Regions from separate parts of the Pan troglodytes genome. Here all the other regions are linked to region 3. A link is a contact called in public Hi-C and HiChIP or PLAC-seq data. All regions are on one chromosome and are shown on one strand. Each heading gives the region's core, a stretch centred on a gene start, on an enhancer-like site or on the middle of the called end of the contact. The rest is flanking DNA. Distances are from core to core; before and after follow the strand shown.

The links. A called contact is a pair of places that touch in the nucleus more often than the background predicts. HiChIP or PLAC-seq counts read pairs in DNA pulled down with a chosen protein or histone mark.
Region 1: an H3K4me3 HiChIP or PLAC-seq map of stem cell-derived excitatory neurons shows a contact between it and region 3, with 5 times the contacts expected there. The contact joins the promoter of PNKD here to the promoter of CTDSP1 in region 3. A contact is called at or near these places in 1 of 7 Hi-C or Micro-C datasets (stem cell-derived neural progenitor cells), 1 of 1 datasets of contacts at active chromatin or transcription factors (stem cell-derived excitatory neurons) and 1 of 1 other capture datasets (stem cell-derived neural stem cells).
Region 2: a contact with region 3 is called in a Hi-C map of stem cell-derived neural progenitor cells, with 2.4 times the contacts expected there. The contact joins the promoter of CNOT9 here to the promoter of CTDSP1 in region 3. A contact is called at or near these places in 1 of 7 Hi-C or Micro-C datasets (stem cell-derived neural progenitor cells) and 1 of 1 datasets of contacts at active chromatin or transcription factors (stem cell-derived excitatory neurons).

What each region holds. Positions count from the first base shown.
Region 1 is chr13:120,527,166-120,531,727 of NHGRI_mPanTro3-v2.0_pri, reverse strand. It overlaps PNKD (PNKD metallo-beta-lactamase domain containing), which reads right to left and starts at 1,828. Exons shown (of 9, transcript XM_016950482.3): 1 at 1,745-1,828; 2 at 798-966. The coding sequence starts at 1,811. It overlaps AAMP (angio associated migratory cell protein), which reads left to right and starts at 2,205. Exons shown (of 11, transcript NM_001246564.1): 1 at 2,205-2,382; 2 at 2,815-2,967. The coding sequence starts at 2,262.
Region 2 is chr13:120,824,939-120,829,527 of NHGRI_mPanTro3-v2.0_pri, reverse strand. CNOT9 (CCR4-NOT transcription complex subunit 9) reads right to left here and starts at 1,628. Exons shown (of 8, transcript NM_001246448.1): 1 at 1,521-1,628. The coding sequence starts at 1,544. USP37 (ubiquitin specific peptidase 37) reads left to right here and starts at 1,710. Exons shown (of 26, transcript XM_054679350.1): 1 at 1,710-1,832.
Region 3 is chr13:120,655,210-120,659,897 of NHGRI_mPanTro3-v2.0_pri, reverse strand. CTDSP1 (CTD small phosphatase 1) reads right to left here and starts at 1,388. Exons shown (of 7, transcript XM_009444295.5): 1 at 957-1,388. The coding sequence starts at 1,023.

The DNA.
Region 1 (4,562 bases), core at 579-3,078, 130 kb after region 3:
TGGCACAAAAGGCCCAGTGTGGCTGGGTCTCTGCCTGCCTCTTTCCTCCTCCCCCCTAGAGCCTGATCCTCAGCACGAGCCCTGCATTCCTGCAACAGCACCTGTGCAGGATTTTCCAGGCAGCCCTGACGCTTTCCCTCTCTGAGACTTGGCCAAGGTACCCTCCCAGTTTTCCCCTCTTAAGCTAAGTAGCCACTGCTTGGGAGGCACTTTGGTATGGGGGAAAGAGCATGGAGTCACAGACTAGGTGAGAATCCTAGCTCAGTCTCAGTTCCTTCCTCTGTGAAATGGGGATGTAATACTTATCTCAAACACTAAAACATTACATGGCAAAGTACTGGCACACCTCACATGCAGAAAAAAATGTTGATTTCTTCCTCCTTTCCCTTTAATATTGGTCAATAATATGTATTAAGGTCAGAGTCAGAGCCCAATCACAATGTTCATAACGCCTTCTGAGTACTACTATACAACTAGTACAAGCTCACATGATCTCAACGAACTACTTACTTAAACTTGGGTCTCACTCCAAGCTCCCAAAAGGGAGGATGAGGCCAGGGACCCAAGTCTGAATCAGATCAACTCAGCTTACTCCACAGTAGACCCACTGTCTTCTCAATTCCACATACTTTCCCACCTCCGCTGCCCCACCCCTCTGAGATTCCAATCGAACCCAACAATTCTGTTCCCACAACTTTGGATTCAGCTCGCCACCTGAAACTTGGAGAAGTTTCTAAGTCCTGCCCTCCCCTACAAGCCACACCCCGTTGGTGGGCAAAGGGGTGGTTAAAACTCACCAGGCCAGTCCCACAGCTTTCATGGGGTTCTTGCCCCTCTTTCTGGGAATGTATTCCAGCTCCGGGGATAGGGGTTCAGGTTCCTCCTTGCCCTCTGGGGAGCTGTGGCTTTGCAGGGCCCGGGTCCTGTTATGAGAAGCCTTGTTAGCTGTGGCTCCTGCGAGAATCCCTGTGGATGGAGGTAAGGAAGGTCAGTAAGAAGAGATGAGAAGAAAGCAAGCGGGGAGGTGGGGGGCAGTAAGGGCTTGGGAGGAGCGGCTGAGATCTGGGGAAGGGGAGTGACTGCAGTCTGAAGTAACAAGTGCCAAGGAGAATCCAAAGGGAAATGGGAAAATCGCCACCGAGGTGGCACCTTTGGAAGCCACTTCCACGTCACTGCGGGCTCATCACCCTGGTGCCAGGACGAAAAGCTTCGCTGTTCTTCCTCAGACAACAGCATGGGAAGGACTGCAGTGGGACTCACATAAGACGTATGAAGGAAATCCGGGAAAAGGTTTTGAAACTGCAAATGTTAGCACTGGAAGGGACCTTAAAGATAGTCTACTCCATCCCCTGCACTGTACGGAAGAGGAAACTGAAGCCCTGAGAGAAAAACTGCTTTGCCCAAGGTCAAACTGCTAATTATCCGGGGCTGGAACCCAAGCCTCCAGAAGCCCGGGGCTCTTTCCTCTGCACTGCGGTGAGTGTGAAACACCTGGAGCGCGGGAGTCCAACAGGCTTCCTAGGAGCTCCCTCTTGAAACAAGACCCCGGAGGTGTCGAGCAACCCGAAGGCGGGGGGATGCACTGGGTGACCTCTAAAGAGCATCTCTGCACCCCCAGACTCTAAGATCTTGCAGAAAAGTGTGGGCAGGAACCAAGAGCCCTGACCTCCTGCTATCGTCGGGCTGGACGTGAAAGAAAAGGGATCTTCTGCAGTCCTGCCCTCCCCGGGGTCCCTCTCCTTACCCCGGAGGACGCGGGCATTTCTCGCCCCCCGGCCCTTCAGCGCCGTAGCAGCTACCACCGCCGCCATGTTCAGATCCCACCCCCGCCTTCACTGCGCTCCCCGCCGGGAATTGTAGTTTGCGTAAGGGGCCTCCCCCGCTCCTTCCGTCCTGCCTACAGACCAGAAACTACATCTCCCAGAAGCCCGCAGAGCGGACCCAGGAGAACTACTCTTCCCAGGAGACCCCGGAGGCGCGCACGCTCGCTTGTTTCCCTCCAGTTGGGGGCGGAGTCAGGTGGGGCGGAGTTTGGGTTATCTCCGCCACGCCCCGGCCCCATCTTCCAATGCCGCTCTGTGATTGGTGAGGCGGCCAGCCAACCTTCGTAGCTATTGGCCGAACGGCCGTCGCTCTTCCTGCCGGGGAGTCGCCTACGCCTACTTCCTCCCGGGAGGAGGGGCTCGAGTTCCGCGTCGTCGCGCAGAGCTGACTCTGGGAGGCGTTTGGGCCCAGAGAAGTGGATCCGCCGCTTGCGCCGCATGGAGTCCGAATCGGAAAGCGGGGCTGCTGCTGACACCCCCCAACTGGAGACCCTAAGCTTCCATGGTGATGAAGAGATTATCGAGGTGGTAGAACTTGATCCCGGTCCGCCGGACCCAGGTGAGAACTGCCGCTCCTCAGGCCATGGGACAGGAGACGCTCACTCCTGGCCTCTGACTCCTGCTTTTCCCCGCTCGCCTCCACACCCGACCGGTCATTCCTACCGATATCCCTCTTCCCCTCCTCCCCCACTCCCACCCTCACACTTAGTTCTCAGGCCTGGCTGGGGTGGGGGTTCCCTGACGCCTCCTCTGGCCCTTCCCCTCACACACCCCCTTCCCATCATCCCCTTGGCCCTCCCTTACCGCACGGTCTCTGGCCAGCCGTGGCCTCCCGTCCTGTGTCCCGCGCGCCCCCCCCGGACCCCGGTGTGTCTGACTCCACCTTCCCTTCTCGCCACATGACCCGCCCCAGCCTCAGGCCTCCTCATGCTTCTCTCCGTACCTCTTACCGCCTCCCGAGCCCCATCTTCTAACCCTCTCCCCAAAGCAGATGACCTGGCCCAGGAGATGGAAGATGTGGACTTTGAGGAAGAAGAGGAGGAAGAGGGCAACGAAGAGGGCTGGGTTCTAGAACCCCAGGAAGGGGTGGTCGGCAGCATGGAGGGCCCCGACGATAGCGAGGTCACCTTTGCATTGCACTCAGGTAGGTCTTTGAGGCGATCCACCTCAAATCAGTTTAGGTGGGCGTGTAAGCATTAAACATCAGCCATGGACAGAACGTTATGGGGGACACAGAGATGGGCAAGATGCTGGCCTTGCGCTGGAGGAGCCCACAGGTGGGAAAGTGTGGCAGAATGGATGATTGCTTGGCTTCTGGCATCAGTCGAGACACCCTCTACATTGCCAGTTAACCTTGATTAACCTCTTAGTTTTCTTTTAAAAAGTTATCTTTGGCCGGGCGCGGTGGCTCACTCCTGAAATCCCAGCACTTTAGGAGGCTGAGGCAGGTGGATCACTTGAGGTCAGGAGTTCGAGACCAGCCTGGCCAACATGGCAAAACCCAGTCTCTACTAAAAATACAAAAATTTGGCTGGGCATGGTGGCTCACGCCTGTAATCCCAGCACTTTAGGAGCCCCAGGCAGGCGGATCACAAGGTCGGGAGTTCCAGACCAGCCTGGCCAATATGGTGAAACCCCGTCTCTACTAAAAATACAAAAATTAGCTGGGCGTGGTAGCGGGCGCCTGTAGTCCCAGCTCCTCGGGAGGTTGAGGCAGGAGAATTGCTTGAACCCGGGAGGCGGAGGTTGCAGTGGACCAAGACTGCACCATTGCACTCTAGCCTGGGCAACAGAATGAGAGTCTGTCTCCAAAAAAAAAAAAAAAAAGTTATCTTTGATAAAAGTTAATAAAAGTAGTGAGTATAAAATTAGAGATAATTGGCCAGGTGCGGTGGCTCACGCCTGTAATCACAGCACTTTGGAAGGCCAAAGCGGGTGGATCACCTGAGGTCAGGAGTTCAAGACCAGCCTGGCCGACATGGTGAAACCTCATCTCTACTAAAAAAAAAAAAAAAATTAGCTGGGTGTGGTGGCATGTGCCTGTAATCCCAGCTACTCCGGAGGCTGAGGAAGGAGAATCACTTGAACCTGGGAGGCGGAGGTTGCATTGAGCTGAGATTGCGCCACTGCACTTCGGCCTGGGCAACAGAGCAAGATTCCATCTCAAAAAAATAAAATGAGAGATAATTATATCTCTTTGAGCATATTTTATATAACTTTCTCAAGTGCTAGTTCTTAGTAAGAAACTGTTGCCAGGCACGGTGGCTCATGCCTGTAATCCCAGCACTTTGGGAGGCCGAGGCAGGTGGATCAGAAGGTCAGGGGTTCGAGACCAACCTGACCAACATGATGAAACCCCATCTCTACTAAAAATACAAAAATTAGCTGGGTGTGGTGGCGGGTGCCTGTAATCCCAGCTACTCAGGGGGCTGAGGCAGGAGAATTGCTTGAACCTGGGAGGCGGAGGTTGCAGTGAGCTGAGATTGTGCCACTGCACTCCAGCCTGGGCGACAGAGCAAGACTCTGTCTCAAAAAACAAAAAACAAAAAACCCTTAACGTGATGCTCTCCTCGCTCTGTACCCAACCCCGGTGGCATCCCATGCTGACAACTGTAAGCCCTGCACCTGTCCCCACCTCTTGTCCATGGCATTGGTGTTGGGTGGTCAGGGGAGTCACACAGTGAGGGGATCTACTCTGGCAAATAGGGAGCTTGGCAAATGTGGGAAGGATCTAACAAC
Region 2 (4,589 bases), core at 379-2,878, 170 kb before region 3:
AGATATAAAAGATACTCTCTACATTGAATAGTTACAAACACTTAGAAACAGTATGAAAGGAGGCAGAGATACCAACAGCACTGGAACTGACAATGGAGATCAAATCTCAAAAAGCAGTTTTCTATAGCTTAGTCATACTTGGCTCAATTTTTCACTTTTTGTACTTAAACGTATGGCAATTTTTGGTGCTTTATTTAGTAATTACGTCATTTTGCCTGATAATACAATTTCAGTACATTACTTTCCTTAAATCATTTCCCTTTGGTTAAACAGAAAAAGCAGAATTGGTCTTCAGGAAGGTATGCTCAAATCAAATGATCTCCTTTCCCCATCATGGCAATGTTCTTTCAGTGGTCACCTTCCCTTCAATATTCTTTCATGCAGCAAAGTATCTGAGTCTTTAATCTTGTACTAGGAACTGTCCTGGCGCCGGGGAAACCACGTCAACAGGGCTCACATGATCCCTGTCCCTGCCCTCAAGGAGACAGACAACAAATAAACGAATACAATAATTACACGGGGATCAGGGCTGTAAAGGGTACTCTACTAAAATTAGAGGCTGCGGAACTAATTTGAAGAGGATAGTCAGGGAAGGCCACTCTGAGACCGATTTAGGCAGAGACCTGAAGAAAGATGGATTTGGATAAACAGTTTAAGGAGAGGAAGGAGAGTTCAAGGAAGAGGTACCAATTACACTCATGCTGTGTATGTAAAGGAGGAGGGATAAGAAGAACATTCACTCCAGGCATAGAGACCACAAAGTGCATCTTGGAGAAAAAAAAGCGCGTTGCAGAGGGTTAGGTGGCCAGAGTAGCTGAAGCTTTAGGAGCAAGAGACATAAAACGAGATTATAAACGTGGGTTAAGTACCACATCATACAGGGCCGTGCAGGCTATGGCAAGGAGTCTAGATTTTATTTAAATGCCAAGAGAAATAGGATTACTTCGGATAGCTGAATTACACTATCTTTCTTTTTTGTTAAAAGATCACGCGGGTAAAACGAGATGTGTCGAGGAAAAGTTTTAAACGCAGAGAACCTAAGTCAGATGCAAAAATTATGCACTTTTCCGGGCCTCAGGTTTTCCATAAATAAAGCAAGTGGTTTGAACTAGAAGCCATTTCCTTCCCGCTGCGACGTGGTGAGTTCTAAGAGCAGGGGCCGCGTCAGATTGACCATGGAATTCCCCTCATCGACGCCGGCCCCCAGAACACAACTGGCGTCCTGAAACTGTTGATCAGCGCAATAAATCAGTGAATGGCCTGCTACGGGCGCGGGACCAGGCCCCGGCGCCCGCAAAGAACGCGATGGGTCGCGCTGAAGGCCGCGAGAGGCGTCCGGCAAGGAAATAGGGGCCGGCTCCACCACAACCAAAGCGTGCCGAGGAGGGGAACCGGGGCCTTGGAGATTGAGGGCAGAAAAAAATCAGACTAGGGACCCGACACCGGGAATTAGGAGAGAAGGCCGAAACGTGGGTCTGAGAAAGGATTCTGGTTCCAAGCCTGGGGGCCCAGCCACTCACCGCAGCCGTCGCCAGGCTGTGCATGTTGTGAGCGGCCGCCGCTCTCTTCCACAGCCGGACGCGTCCGACCCGGGTCCCCGCTTCAGCACCCCTGCAGCGGAAAATAATGAGCCGCCGTAGCCGCCATCCGACTCCGTCTCGCTCCGCCCACTTCGCGGCCCTCTGACCTCTCACCCCTGACCCCACCCACACATCCTCTTCCCGCCTCCAGGGCCTAGTTAACAGTCCCAGAATATGTCCTTTGCCCCTTAAGATTTAGGACCGGAAGGACGTCCGCGACCACTAGTCCCCGCAACTTCTGGCTTTGAGCAGGTATTTCCAGAGAGCGGCGTGAACTCTGACCCTCCTCCAAAGGCCAGTGAACGGCGGGAAAAGATGGACAGTCCCGACAAGACAACTATTGCGCATGCCCGACTGGGCTGCGTAGGAGGGAAATGGTGGGGGGGCGTCGAAATCGGGTGAGGTGGAAAGTGCGCGTGCCTACTACAGTCACGGCAGGGGCGGGGCTGCCCGGGCTAGGCCGCCCGGGCTAGGCCGCGCTAGGTACTGGCGGGGCGGGGCGAGGGCGTGTGAGGGGCGGAGTTTTCGACTGACGCGCACGCGCCTGTCTGGTCGCGTCGAGTGTGCGTGCGTGCGTGCGTGTTTGCGTGTGGTCACAGTTCCCGCCATCAGCCGCTCTCCCTGACTAGGGGTAGCTAGCGGCCTCCCTCCTTTGGGTTCGGTATCCCTACTTCCATTACCCTCGGCTCCTCCCACTCCTCGCGGGCTCCGTGCTTTCCGCGGGTCTGTCCGGGGGCTCCGGACCCTCGGCGCAGGTAAGGCGGGCCGGGGTAGCTTCTCAATTGAGCCGTTTTCCCTACCTCCCCCTCCTTCTGTGCGATCCGCCCACTCGGCGTTCACTCCTCTGGAGTTCGCCCTGCTGCTACTCAGCCCGCCCACAACCCCTCGACGCACCCCCAGCCTCACAGGTACTACCTTTGGGTGCACTGCCCCGGCTTCCACCTCTCCTTTGACTTGGTCTCCACTGCCACTCGCTCCCTCCGAAACTCAAACCTGGCCCCTTTTCTCTGGGGCTGTTGTCGTTCGCCTCTTACCTTCTAACAGGGCCTGCTGTCTCTTCAGGTGACTTTCGTTACGGCACATCCATCAGGCCTTGGACATGATACTCATTCACTCTCTTGACCATCTTCACCTTCCTCTTGACCAGTCCTCACTGCAAAACATGAATTGTATTTTTGTTGTGCATTTCCTTGCGCCCATTTCTAGCCGCCAGATCAGGTTGTTAGATGTAACTATTTTAAGTCATGATCCATGAAAGGAAATGATGATTGATGACAAAATCCTGTGTCCTGAAGAGTTGTCCTAAAGTGGTTTTGGGGTATTCCTCTCAAAATTTCAGCTCTGTATAAATTCCTTTATTGAGGTGGCAATTCCTGACAAGTGTCTAACTGGAAGAGATACCTGAGAGGGAATGTCAAGTAGGCAGTTGGATATAGTGGGTTTGGAGATCTTAGGAGAGTTCTGGGCTGCGTACGTAAATGTGCGCGGTGTGTGTATGTGTTTGTCATCTGCCATATTGATAGTAATTGAAGCCATGGATGTGGATGAAATTGCCGAAAAAGAGTATAGTGCTGTAAAATAAAGGCACCTAGGATGGAGCATTGACGGATTCCTGATGTTTAATAACCAATAGAGGAGGATGCGTCTTGCAAGCCATGAAAAAAGTCATCAGTAGTGTTGCATTCTGCTGAAAGGTAAAATGGAAGGAGGACTGAAAAACCCAGTGATATAAAAGTACTCACTTGTCTTAAAGATGTTTGATGAAGTAAAATGAGTATTTGGGTTCAGTCCTAGGTCCTCTTCTTTTACTCTTGTATTCCTCCCTAAGCTTTAAATTTGATCTATATATTGATGACTTAAAAATTGTTATTTCCAGCCTATTCCCTTTGTTTTCAGCTCCACATCTAGATAGCCAGCTGTCTGCTTGACATCTCAACTTGATTTTTTTCTTAGGAGTTTCAGATGCAACACAGCCAAATCCAAAGCCTTGATCTTTCTCTCCATATCGAAATTCTTTCTTCTCCAGTGTCCCAGTTTATTAAGTGGCACATGACACAGGCTACACACTTGGGAGGCATTCTTGACTTCTACTCTCTCCAAGTTCTATCTATTCTACTTCCAATATGTGTCTTGCATCTTTTTCTGTACATTTTCACTGTCACTTTTCTAGTTTAAGCCACAGTCCTTAAAAAACCTGGACTTGATTGCCTTGGCTTCCTGTATTATCATCTGTAAAATGGAAATAGTAATTTTCAGCCTATTGGATTGTTATGAGGATTAAGTGAGATAACCATGATAAGCACTTGGCACAGAGTAAATGGCCAGTAAGCATTAATTGTTATTGTAATTGTTATAAGCTGATCAACTTCAATACTCTTCTATCTGGTTACATTATTTTCTTCTGTTCTTGCTCTTAGTCACTCTCCCAAAACCCAAACCAACCATATATGACTTCCTCATTCAGTAGTAACATATTTCTTTGCTTAAAACCTTTCGGTGGATTTCCTCCTGGTAAGTGCTTGTTACATTTAGGATAAAATTCGGAATCTTTACTGTGGTTCACAAGACTGCATAACCTGGTTCTTGCCTGCTTCACTAACTTCATCTTCCTCCTCTCCTTCACTAAACTGTAGCCACATTGCTTTTAATTTCCCTAGTCATATCAAGTTATTTTACAATTCAAGGCCTTTGGGGATGCTGTTTGCCTGAATTGTTCCAGCACCACCATCTATCAGTCATCTCCTGCAGTTTTCAACTTAAGTGATATCTTCTCAGGGAAGCCTTCTCAATGTTATCCTCTACCCCAAGTCTTAATCTTAAGACTCATCATTCCATGTATCTTGCTTTATATCATTTCTCAGAACTTGTAATTATTGTTATTATTATTTTTTGAGATGGAGTTTTTGCTCTGTTGCCTAAGCTGGAGTACAATGGCATGATCTCAGCTCACTGCAACCTCCGCCCCCTAAATTCAAGCGATTCTCTCGTCTCAGCCTCCCAAGTACCTGG
Region 3 (4,688 bases), core at 139-2,638:
CTGGGCCCAGAGGCAGGGGTGCAGTCCCGCGGCCTGGGGCCAGTGTCCAGTGGCCATCTGTTTGCCCTGCCCCGCCCAGACCTCCGACCTGGAGCCTGATTGACAGATACCCCTCCCACCCCACCCCCCTCCGGCCCCCTGCAACTAGCCTTTCCACCTTGCCCTCAGCTCCGGGGCAGCCAGACCCAGGCGAGGGTGGGCAGACCTGGGGGCAGCGTCCAGGTCCTGAGGTCCACACGGGGAAAAAGAGAAGACAGACCCCCCCACCCCGGCCCAGCCACACTGGGGGACGCAGCCTCGTCGGGGCGGCGAGGCTTTGCGGGGTGGTGCGTGCCCACTAGGCGCACGACTCTCCCCGCGGGCGCCAAGCGACTCTTGGAAGTGCGGCCGTCCTCTCTGTGCCTCCGAGGAGGTCGGCGCCTCCACGCGTGACGCTAAGTTTGTGGAGAACGTGGCTGTGTGTTGGCGGGAGATCCCTCCAAGCCTCCCCAGCCTGCTGTCACCTCGGCGCCCCCTCCCAAAACCCTACCGGACCGCAGCCCGGGGGGGTGGGGGTGGGGGTGGGGGTGGGGGGTGGGGCGGAGTCTCAGCGGGTGGCCCATAGGCGCCCTCCTCAGCTCCCCCATCTCCCAGCCCCATTGGCGCCAATGGTGGGGGGGGCGCCCAGGCACCACGCAATGCCTGCCAGGAAACCCCCGAAGGAGTTCCCTCTCTATTCCTGCCTCAGTTTCCTCACCTCGAGCGGACAGGAGCGCCCCAAAGGCGCCAGGCCCCGCCCCGCGTCTCTGAGCCTCATTTGAGTTCAAACTCTCTCTGCTCCCTCTCGGGCTGGGAGCTTCGGGCACAGCTAAGGCGGCCGCCCGGGGCGGCGGCGGCGGCTCCCCTGGGGAAGATCCCGGCCCCTTCTCTCCTCCCACGGCGCCCCGGCTTCGACCCCCTCCCCGCAGCCCCGGTACCTTTGCCCCGCAGCGGGCCCCGAGCCTCCTCCTTGCTGATCTGAGTAATGACGGCCGAGCTGTCCATGGGGCCGGGCGCGCTCCGCTCCGGCCGGACTCTGGCCCGGGCGCCCGGCCTCCCCCCCGGCTGGGGCCGGAATCGGGGCGCGGGGGGGAGGGGACGGGTGGGAGGGAGGGATCCCCGCGAGCTCCGGAGGGGAGGGGAGCCAGGTTCTAGGGGGGAGGGGGAGGGAGGGGGCGCGGAGGAAACTTTGTTACAACATGGAGTTTCCTTCCCGCGAGGCGGATGCAAACATGGAACCCAGGCGCCGTTTCAAGGCTCCCCCTTAAAAGGGCAACGGCGTCGGCGTGACCTGGACTCGGCTGTGGCTTTCGCCACTTCTGGGACCGGCGCGGCTAGGCGGACTGGGAGGCGGGCCGGGCCGGGTTCCTGCCGCGCTCCAGGGGGCGTCGCCTCCCTTCCTGCCGCCCGCCGGCGGGGCTGAGTCTCTGCGGCTGCGTGGCAGGCCCGGCACCCGGCTCACCGTTCCAGGCCGCCGAGCGCCCTGGGCCAAGGCCCGCCCGCCCGCCCGCCCGGAGCGCCCACGCCGGGGAGTGCCCGAGTGCGGCGCGGCTCCACCTCTGCGTTTTCTGAGGACCCGGGACTAGAGGCTTCTTGGTTTCCTCGTTGAAGACTTGGAGATAGCACTACCTTATCTGTAAAATGGGTCTTCTCTCCTGTCTGGTGGTCGCAGAGATCACCTCGCAAGGACGTCAAGAGCCTGCGAAGGCTCTGCTGGCCCGAAACAGCTGTGCAAACCTCAGAATCACGCTCTTGAATGGGACGGTCGCCGCCCCCCGCAGCCCCAGGGCGAGGTGCCCCCGGTCTGTAGGACGTGAAATTCCAACTCCCTGCCCTGGGAAAGCCCCCTGCCGACCTCTCCCCACGGCCCCACCCGGGGCCCCGCACGTCTACCCGCCGCGCACGGGCCACCGCGCGTTCCCGCCTGAAGTTTTCGTACGCGCTGTTCCTTTCGCGTAGCGAAATTCCACCGACCTCGAGGAAATGCCACCTTCTCCAGGGGCCTTCCCAGACCCCCTCCCCTGCCCGCGGTTGCCGGCCGCCCTGTGATTACTGGGGGTGCGGTGGGAGTCACTGGACTCGCTGCCGATCCTAGGAGCCCAGCACGGCGCCGCACGCGGTGGACCCAAAGCCCGACCGTGGGGGACCTCAAACCAGAGGCCCTCAAGGCCCGTTCCACCCGGCCTGTGGCGCAGTGCTGGGCACTTGGGAACGGAGGTCCCTGTCTTCTCGCTGGAAGCACCTCCGTGGTGCGCGCCGTGGGTCTGCGGGTTGGTCTTTTTCCTCGTTTATGAAGTTCTTTTCACTCGTCCTTACTATTTTGTAAGTTCACCATTTAAAAATTAATAATGCCAAGCCCGACAAACACGCCTCGGCACTTCCTCCCCTCCCCCTCTCCCGCGGGCCTCCGTGGCGGGGCGGGGCGGGCGCGTCCTGTCCCGTCCGGCCGCCGGGTGCGACGCGGCGCACGTCCGCCAGGCCCTGCCGAGGGGGAGCCGGGGAGGGGAGGCCCCGCGCGGGGGCCGGGAGGGGAAGGGAGGTGAGCGGCGCCTGCCAGAAGGCGCGGCGGCTTCGTGCGCTGAGGCTGGGAGTAGGGGCGGGAGGGGACTGTCGGGGACTGATACCCCGGTCCCCGGGCTGGATCCCTCGGCCCTCCTCCTGCTCCTGGGTAGCCCACGGGGCGGCCACCATTGCGCTTCATCACCGTGATCGCCACACGCTGCTGGCGTTTTCCTAGGCCTGCTCTGGCTGCGCCCCCTAATCTCATTTACCCCTTAGAACGGCCTCCTTCTTAACCCATTTCACAGATGAGGAAACTGAGCTTCAAGAAAGGAAGCGACGTGCTTCGGGTCTACCGGCAAGGGCAAAGGCGGGATTCCAGCCTGGGAGCCGGACATCTGTCTCCCCTGCGGTCCGGCCCCCTGGGTGGGGCCTCGGCTTTATCTCCGGATGCGGGGCCCTCATGACCCCAAAAGGAAGCGTGTGGCGAGGGACTGAGTGGAGTCGTGGCCTCGCCCTTGGCCTGGGTTGGGTGGCGCGCCTTCCTCTCCCTCTGTGAAGGGGGCTGGAACCTGGCCGGCTGTCCCCACACCCACCATTCCCAGACGCGCCATCCTGGGCTCACAGGATTCCTCAGGAATCCCCCACCTCCTCCACCCCATCTTATCGCCACTTCAAGCCGTTGCCCGTGCAGTTCTTTTCCCAGGGAGACCTAACTCCTCCTCCCAGGCTCCCAAAGCGGCAGAGATAGCCGCGCCTTCTGCCTGGAGCCCTGGACTTCTCTCCCCACGCCTGGGGCGGGTAGTGAGTTACGGAGTGAGTCGAGAGGCCAGGATTGCGTGGGGGGAGGGGGGTCCTTCGAGTGTCCTCACTGTAGGGGTTGTCTACACCCAGCTGCCCTCTGTCTCTACAGGTGGAGGTCGCTTTATGCACTCTATTTTTTGTCTGTTTTATCATTCGCACCCCAGGAAAAATAAAATCATGGGGGCCACAAGTCAGAGACGGGGAGGGGCAGGAACGGGATTCAGCAAGGTGCTGTCTGGCACCTGTGGATTTGGAAGCGTCTCTTCCAACACAGTCCCTCAGTTTCCCCATCTGCCAAACAGGGCTGGTAAAAGCCCAACCCAGGGGGAGGGGGGGAGCCGTGCAGAAAGTCGGGGTGCATTCAGCAGGCTCTTGGGGAGTGCCGAGTGCGACCACGCCCTCCCTGGGAGGCCTAAAGGGAGCTTCCAGAAGAGCAACTCTGCACCCCTCTTCCTGGAGGGTCGATTTGAGGCCAGGCTGGAAGAACCAGAGCTACTATGGGGGGAATGGGGGCAGCTCTAAGTAGACGCCTTCCAGTGTCCAGATGACTGACCTTGGCGCGACCTCATCACTAGCCCTTTGCCCAGGTCCTGGGTAGCCCTTTAGCCGGCTCTCCGTGTCTTCTTGACCAACCTGCCTATTACTCTGCCGTCCCCCGTCCTGCTCCACAAGATCTAAGACGTCCCCAGAAAGCTTCAGGTCTTGGCAGATGTGCACACACGTACCCCCATGCTCCTGGCACTCTCATTCCTCCTGGACTGTCCTGTCAACACTCCCCCCTACCGCCGACCCCCCTTCAGCAAGATTCAGTCCCCTTCCCTGGCTGGCGTCACGGGCAGCGCCCTTCACCGCATCCTGCCACAGTGACTTGTTTGCACAGCTGTCTCCCGCCGCTGGAGTGTGGGGTCCTTGAGAACTGACATATTTAATTCGAGATTTTGCCGCCCTCCCCAACTTGTAACACAGAGCCTGGCAGAGGACTGGCACTCAATGCCAAGAGGGGTGTGTAGGGGGTACAACGGGGGCACTTCCAGGAGGCTAAAGGATCTGGGAGATGCCTTTCTTCGCTAAACGTCCCCCATCCATCTCCTCCTTCAGCGGGCATGGACCCATCTTCTCCAGTGCCAAACCCAGAGGAGGCGGGCGGCCCTCTTGCCCAGGTACCCTCTGCAGCGCTTGCCCAGGTCGCACCAGACCGGTCCCATCCCTTCTCTCCTTGAGGGACCCACTCGCATCGTTGCCCTTTTAAGAAAGAGGAAATTCTTCTCATAAACAAGCGTCCGGACCTGAGCGCGGAGCCAGGCCGCCTGCCCTGCTGGGTCCCCAGGAAATCGGGGGTTCTTCCAGGTGCAACACCCGGCCCAGGT